2 separate regions of the Pan troglodytes genome follow, and region 1 is linked to region 2. The links are chromatin contacts, called in public capture Hi-C maps. All regions are on one chromosome and are shown on one strand. Each heading gives the region's core, a stretch centred on a gene start, on an enhancer-like site or on the middle of the called end of the contact. The rest is flanking DNA. Distances are from core to core; before and after follow the strand shown. Region 1 overlaps PPP1R12B (protein phosphatase 1 regulatory subunit 12B). Region 2 overlaps SYT2 (synaptotagmin 2).

Region 1 (3,063 bases), core at 489-2,988, 94 kb after region 2:
TCTCCAGCCATGCTATCAACAGGAGAAATGAATACTTCTGTAACCGAGGTAACTCTTAGACTCCAACTGAAAGAGAAACAATTATTCCTGGGGCTGTCTATGATCAAAGCCATCATAGGACTACTTTGATAAAAGAGTTGAACCCAAGTGCTTTGAAGACAACCTTATAAAATTGTCATCATAGTAATGATGGTGTCCCAGGAATGCTCAAGTTGACAATGATCCTTTTCTAAAGAATGTGATTAGTTGGTTTTAAATACGTTTTTTAAAAAGAAAAACTTTGGAAAAACACCAGCAGGAAATTCACTAGAATGTTAATAATTTCTTCTGAAAAGTATAGTTATGGATGGTTATGGACAATTTTTTCTTAGCTTTCATAGCTGAAACAATCCCTTTTCATAACAAATATTTTTAACACCCCCTTACTATCCTGAAATAAAAATCACTGATATAAAACTAAAATCATTTAAAAAATAACAGAATATGAAGAAGAAATAAAGAGCAAAGCACTTTATAATAAAATAAGTATTTTAATGTGTTAATGCTTGGGCCAGTAAAGTAGAAGGCATAAAGAAGCAGTCAGAGATTTGGATGCATCATATAGTTACCATGAAGGCAGAGGTTAAATGCAGATCTACAGAACGTGTAGCATGATGTACTCATTATGTAAGTGGCATTGCTGTCAGGGATAAATAAAACTAAGAGCAGTTTCTCCTCATTTACATGGTGGTTGAATTTTTAGAACTGTCTTCCTCCCCACTGCCCCTCAAAAATGAGCTTAAACATAAAATCAAGTTTGGTTTTAGACTCAGATAACTGATAGGTTTTCATCTATGACTGTCAAGGGAGACAGTCAAAAGTCAAGCAAGCTTCAGGATACTTGTTTGATATGGGGCATTTTAGGATATCTAGCATCTCTCACCCTTTCCACTTAATGCATGCAGAACATCCCCCATCGCTGTATTCCCTGAAAGTAGCCCTATGAATTTTTACAACCTCCTTTAGCAATTCTCCTGCTGCTTTTGAGAGCTACCACTTTATATTTTTCTATACTTCATGAATTTTCTTTAATGAAATTTACTATCTTTTATAAACATTTTTTTAAAAAAGCTCCAGCAGAGTTTTAAGCTCATCTGTGTTCCTATAATAAAAAGACATAAGGTCACAAGTCACTAACACAAACTAATATCTTGAAAGCAAATGGAGGCAGAAGAAGAAATCAAAAAAAGAAAAGATCAAGAAGTTAACTATACTATCCTTAGTAGCTGGATAAACCTTTCACATCTTTGGATGAGATGCATGAGAGAAGTCCAAACAGATACCTCAAAGATCAATTTATTCTATCCTAAAAAAGATTTATGATTAAAGCAGAATTCACTGATGTAATGGGACACTAGGTCCAAAAATTACAGGGTCTCAAAGGAATACATGTGAGCTTTGATTACTGAGATTTCCTGGGCAACAGCACGACCTAAAATTAATAGAGTCCATAAAAGGAAGATGCCAAAAGAAACTTTGTTCTTAAGATGGTTTATACAGCTTGGGCTACAGCAAGACACAACCCATATATAGAAAATCACAGCATCTGCAGTATTTTAAGAAACTATAGTTGCAAAGCAAGAGCAAATGTACAGTGAGAGGAAAGATCCTTCGAGGCCAATGTGGAGTCAACCACTAGAGAAGATTCTTCAGTGCATGCTGGATAACAGGCAGCTTCCCACATACAGAGTTGGTTGGCTGCCATTTCTCAGTCTCTATCTTTTTCCCTGGGACTGCGCATCGTCATCAATTGCAGAAATCCAGGACAGCTTGCTTTTCTACACGTGGAATGCCTGCCAATTCCCAGAGGCTGGCTACCACAGGACTGTTTATAACAGCCATTGCTTATCAAGTTTACCCTTACTTTTATATCCTTATGAACATTATCATGTTATCAAATTTCTCAGACTTTTCAAAACCCTTTCATTCTGGGGACGAGCTATCTTTCGCTTTAAAAAAAAAAAAATCTGCCTCAACAGGTTAAGAGGAGAAAAATCTATATTTTATTATCTCTTTAAGTCTGTTAAAAGCAACAGAGGCTTGCTTAAAAAATAGATTTTGGTTGTTATGTAATATACTGCAAAAAAATTACTTTACTACATAAATAACTATTAGATAGCTCACCTACCATGTCTTTAAACTTAGTCAAACTGTTGTTCTAACTCCACAGCGCAATCTTGTCGGGGAAATACCTTACCATATTAGGCAATCGAACCCCAGAGAGAGAGGAAAACAAAACAGACTTAGGATTTTACCTAAAAGGAGAATGGCAAAAATACTGACTGGTGGTGGAGAGTGGACAGAAAGTTGCTGGATACCCTCCAGCAGATAAAGTGGTTTCACAAGATTAAAAAATTCTGCTCGAGAGAAAGGATCCAGCAAATAGCCAGAAGCAACACTGTGAAAAATTGGAGAAAAAGGGCTGCTATTTACTCAAAGGAAGAAGGTGGGAAAAAATAGTAAAGATCTCTGAAACTAGGACTGTTGGAAGCACTGGCAAAGAAGCATAAATGGGATGGGTTATTTAGGCATAAAAATGAAAGCCTGCTTGCTTGACAGAGAAGCTGCAGGGACTTGACTTGATCAGATGCTTAACAGGTTCCAAACACAATTTGAAACATTTAGTTCTTGTTCCTTTCCTTTCTACTCATTTCTTTCCCCCTACTTCAGCAATCTCCTTTAAAACTTATTCCTCAAAATTCTTCAGTTATGTGTCAGAACACATGTTGGAGTTATAGAAGATTTGGGGCTACTTCTGTGACTCTCCAAATAATCCATTCTTTAAGGATAAATTAATAACTTCAAAATCATGTGATCCTAAGGCCAATAAAAGTATTCCGAAAGCCTTACTCTCATCCAGATGTAGGAACTTGTAGATTTGGAAAATAATTTAAATGGATTGTAATCATCTCTATTTAAATGTATTAGCTCATTTTCATTTCACAACTCTAAGAGGTAGACTATTATTATCCCTACTTTACAGATGAGGAAACTGAGGCATACAAAGGTTAAATAACCTATCCA
Region 2 (3,161 bases), core at 297-2,796:
CTGCACATAGCACCCCTGGAGGTGCGTGAGTCGCTCTGGCCCCCTCTGATTCTGCTTGTGCCCTGCAGGTGCCATACCAGGAGCTTGGGGGCAAAACTCTGGTGATGGCCATCTATGACTTTGACCGCTTCTCCAAACATGACATCATTGGAGAGGTAAAGGTGCCTATGAACACAGTGGACCTCGGCCAGCCCATTGAGGAGTGGAGAGACCTGCAAGGCGGGGAAAAGGAGGAGGTAAGAGCAGAGAAGAGGCTAGGTTGGGCAGAAAGACGAATGTACAGGTGGGCTTCCACCTCTTGGCATGATGGAAACAGGGTGGGCTTTGGAGGCAGACGACCTGTGTTAGGATCCCAGCTCCACACTGCCTGGCTGTGTGACCCTGGGCAAGTTGCTTACACTCTTTGGACTCGGGTTCCCTCCTTTAGTCTTTTTTTACAGATGAGGATTCATTACCTGCATAAAGCGCCTAGCGCAGCGACTGGTATTTGGTAGGTACTCAAATAAATAAAAACACCATTATTATTGTTACTCCTAAGCTTCTGCTATTACCTAAGGCCAGTGATTCATGCCTCTGTGCCTCAGTTCACCCACAAGAAAAGCTCATGTTTGTTCTAAAGGATACTCAGCAAAGGGACTTGTCCTGCCAGAACTGCTACAGCATCCATTCACTCACTAAATATTTGCTGAGCAATTGCTGTGTACCTAAAACTCCATTTTAGCCATTCTTCCTTCTGGGCATCAATCATTTGTCTTGGCCAGGGCCCTGCTACCTGGCACACTCTAGGCAGTGATGGAGGGCTGAGTAGAGAAGCTTAAGACATCCTTTTTTCCCTTTTGTCCCCTGTGCCTGGGAGGAAGGCCAGCACACCTGAACCAGGACCTGTGTGATGTGGTCAGTCTTGCCCTGGGTGGCTTTGACTTTGAGCAGCTTTGACTCTGCAGTGTGGTGTTGGCCTTAGGAATTAGGAGCCCTGGGTCCTCAGCCTGCCTACAGTGCTAAATTGTTGTGTGACTTTGAGCAAACCATGGCCTCTGGGAACCTCAGTTTCTCATTGGTTACAAAGAATTCTTGTCTTGTTTACATCAAAGAGTTGCAGTGATAGTAACAAAAGGGATGCAAATTGCTCCGAAAACCACAAATCATACTACAAGTGGAATGGTCCACAAGGAGAGATCTTGGTGGGTGGGACTGTTAAGGGAAAGAAGGCTTCTGAGACATTCAGTCCCCCAGGGCCCTTGGTGGTGGACACGTGGCTAACCCACCCGCTTCTCGCACACCTTCCCACCTTACCAGGGCCTGGGGTGGGAGCGCAAACATACTCCCAACCTCCCAGATCCCGGATCCACCCAGGGATCCCTCCCTCAGTCCTGCCACCGCAGCTGTCCTCTACCCCCCTCATCTGTCAGCATCCTCAGCCCATGGCTCCTGAGGTCCCAACCTGTCACTTTCAGGGACTTTGTTGCACTGCATCAGGGGGACCCAAGGTCATATGCTGGAAGACCTTCTCGGCCATCACATATATGGGGACTGGTGATGAGGGAGGCAGGGACACATCACTGCCTTGCTAATTTTGGCAAGAAAGAGGTCAGCCATGAGAGAGGCACTAGGATGGGTGAGATGACCCAAGTCCTGCTCTTCCCCTGGACAGCCGGAGAAGCTGGGCGACATCTGCACCTCCCTGCGCTATGTGCCCACGGCCGGGAAGCTCACTGTCTGCATCCTGGAGGCTAAGAACCTCAAGAAGATGGATGTGGGCGGCCTTTCAGGTACGTGGAGAGCTTCTGGCTGCCATTGGGTGGCACCAGCGAGCCAGTCAGCACCAAGTCCCAGAGTTTGCACACTCCAGTGAAGAGGAACACTTTGCTGCCCTGGGACTGAGATGTCTCCTCGAGGAGCGAGGAGCGGGGGAGCCTTAGCTTCCCAAGCCCTCCTTTTCTCCAAGGGCCCCTTGTCCCCATCAGAGCTGCCTTCCCAGCGCTCTCTGGCCATGCACTGTGGGCTACAGAGAAAAGGATCAGAGAAATTTCATCCCCAGATAAGTTTGTGACTTAGGATTTTACTTCTCCCAGGGAAATGAGCAGGGCTTAGCCCAAAGCACGACACCACAATCGAGACATGTTTCCAGAAGAGGCTGTAGGCTCTGCTGGCTCTGCCCTGGAAAGGGGAGGGTGAGGCAAGGGAGTGGAAGATGCTCTGAATATCACATTTACCTGGCAGTGAATGGGGCTGGCCCATGGCACAGGGCTCTAGTGGATGAAGCCTGCTGCCTCAGCTGCCTTCCCAGAGAATCAGCCCTGGGCATGGGCTCCAACCAGCGCGTTTCAGTGCCAGCCTGGCTCTGTCACTGACCCGCTGTGTGACCTCGGGCAGGTCATTTCCGTTCTTTGGCCTCAGTTTCTTGTCTGCAAGATTAGGAGGATCGGATTGGGATTATGACCCAGAAGATGTGTGTCCTGACTTCAGCACTCCCCACCCACTCCCCAGTACAGGATCACAGATGAATCCCCAGACTCTTTCTCACAAGGCCTTACTTAGACTCAGAAATGCCCTCCACCCAATGCTTCAGGAAGCCACAACCCACTGGTCACAGTTGGTCCTGGAGGTGAAGCCTTTTGCCACCTTTGAACTGGATGGCATGACTTGGGGCTTTCTGAGGGCCTGGTCTCAGCGGAGTGAAGACCCCATCTTGACTGATGCTCTGGGCAGGCCTTGGTACATTCGGCAGGAAGGCTGGGGGCTAAGGGGAACCTCTCTGGGGTTGGGATTCTCCCTCCGCAGACCCGTACGTGAAGATCCACCTGATGCAGAATGGCAAGCGGCTCAAGAAGAAGAAGACAACCGTGAAGAAGAAGACCCTGAACCCATACTTCAACGAGTCCTTCAGCTTTGAGATCCCCTTCGAGCAGATTCAGGTGCTGGAGCCCTGGGTTCCTAGGCATGGAGCAGGGTTTGGGGAGGCAAACATGTATGGGGAGGTTGAAGAGAGGGAACTCACCTAGAGACCATGGAACAGCCTTTCTTGGTGGGGGAAGGCTCGAGGTCTAATGGTGCCTGGGTGGGGCATCCTTCCCAAGTGCTTCAGGGATCCCCCTTTTCTGAGGAGATAAACATGAACTAATTCAAAAAATTCTGCAAATCATTCGTTTAGGACTTGAAGG

Evidence for each region. Capture Hi-C pulls out chosen DNA fragments and counts their contacts.
Region 1: a contact with region 2 is called in a capture Hi-C map of stem cell-derived neural stem cells, with 3 times the contacts expected there. The contact joins two enhancer-like sites. A contact is called at or near these places in 4 of 7 Hi-C or Micro-C datasets (blood, induced pluripotent stem cells and stem cell-derived neural progenitor cells) and 1 of 1 other capture datasets (stem cell-derived neural stem cells).

What each region holds. Positions count from the first base shown.
Region 1 is chr1:46,589,908-46,592,970 of NHGRI_mPanTro3-v2.0_pri, forward strand. All of the region lies in intron 18 of PPP1R12B (protein phosphatase 1 regulatory subunit 12B), which reads right to left. Among named protein-coding and RNA genes, the nearest start is that of PPP1R12B, 160 kb to the right of the region's middle. Within about 2 kb of position 1,739, at least 2 of the 24 cell types and tissues checked have an H3K27ac peak or open chromatin away from gene starts, as enhancers often do. A contact at or near this core is called in stem cell-derived neural stem cells, where this site is marked.
Region 2 is chr1:46,495,670-46,498,830 of NHGRI_mPanTro3-v2.0_pri, forward strand. It overlaps SYT2 (synaptotagmin 2), which reads left to right. Exons shown (of 9, transcript XM_016935938.4): 6 at 69-236; 7 at 1,652-1,769; 8 at 2,782-2,915. It overlaps LOC107969749 (a long non-coding RNA gene), which reads right to left. Exons shown (of 5, transcript XR_010151185.1): 2 at 2,999-3,098; 3 at 2,214-2,405; 4 at 1-212. Among named protein-coding and RNA genes, the nearest start is that of SYT2, 110 kb to the left of the region's middle. Within about 2 kb of position 1,547, at least 2 of the 24 cell types and tissues checked have an H3K27ac peak or open chromatin away from gene starts, as enhancers often do. A contact at or near this core is called in stem cell-derived neural stem cells, where this site is marked.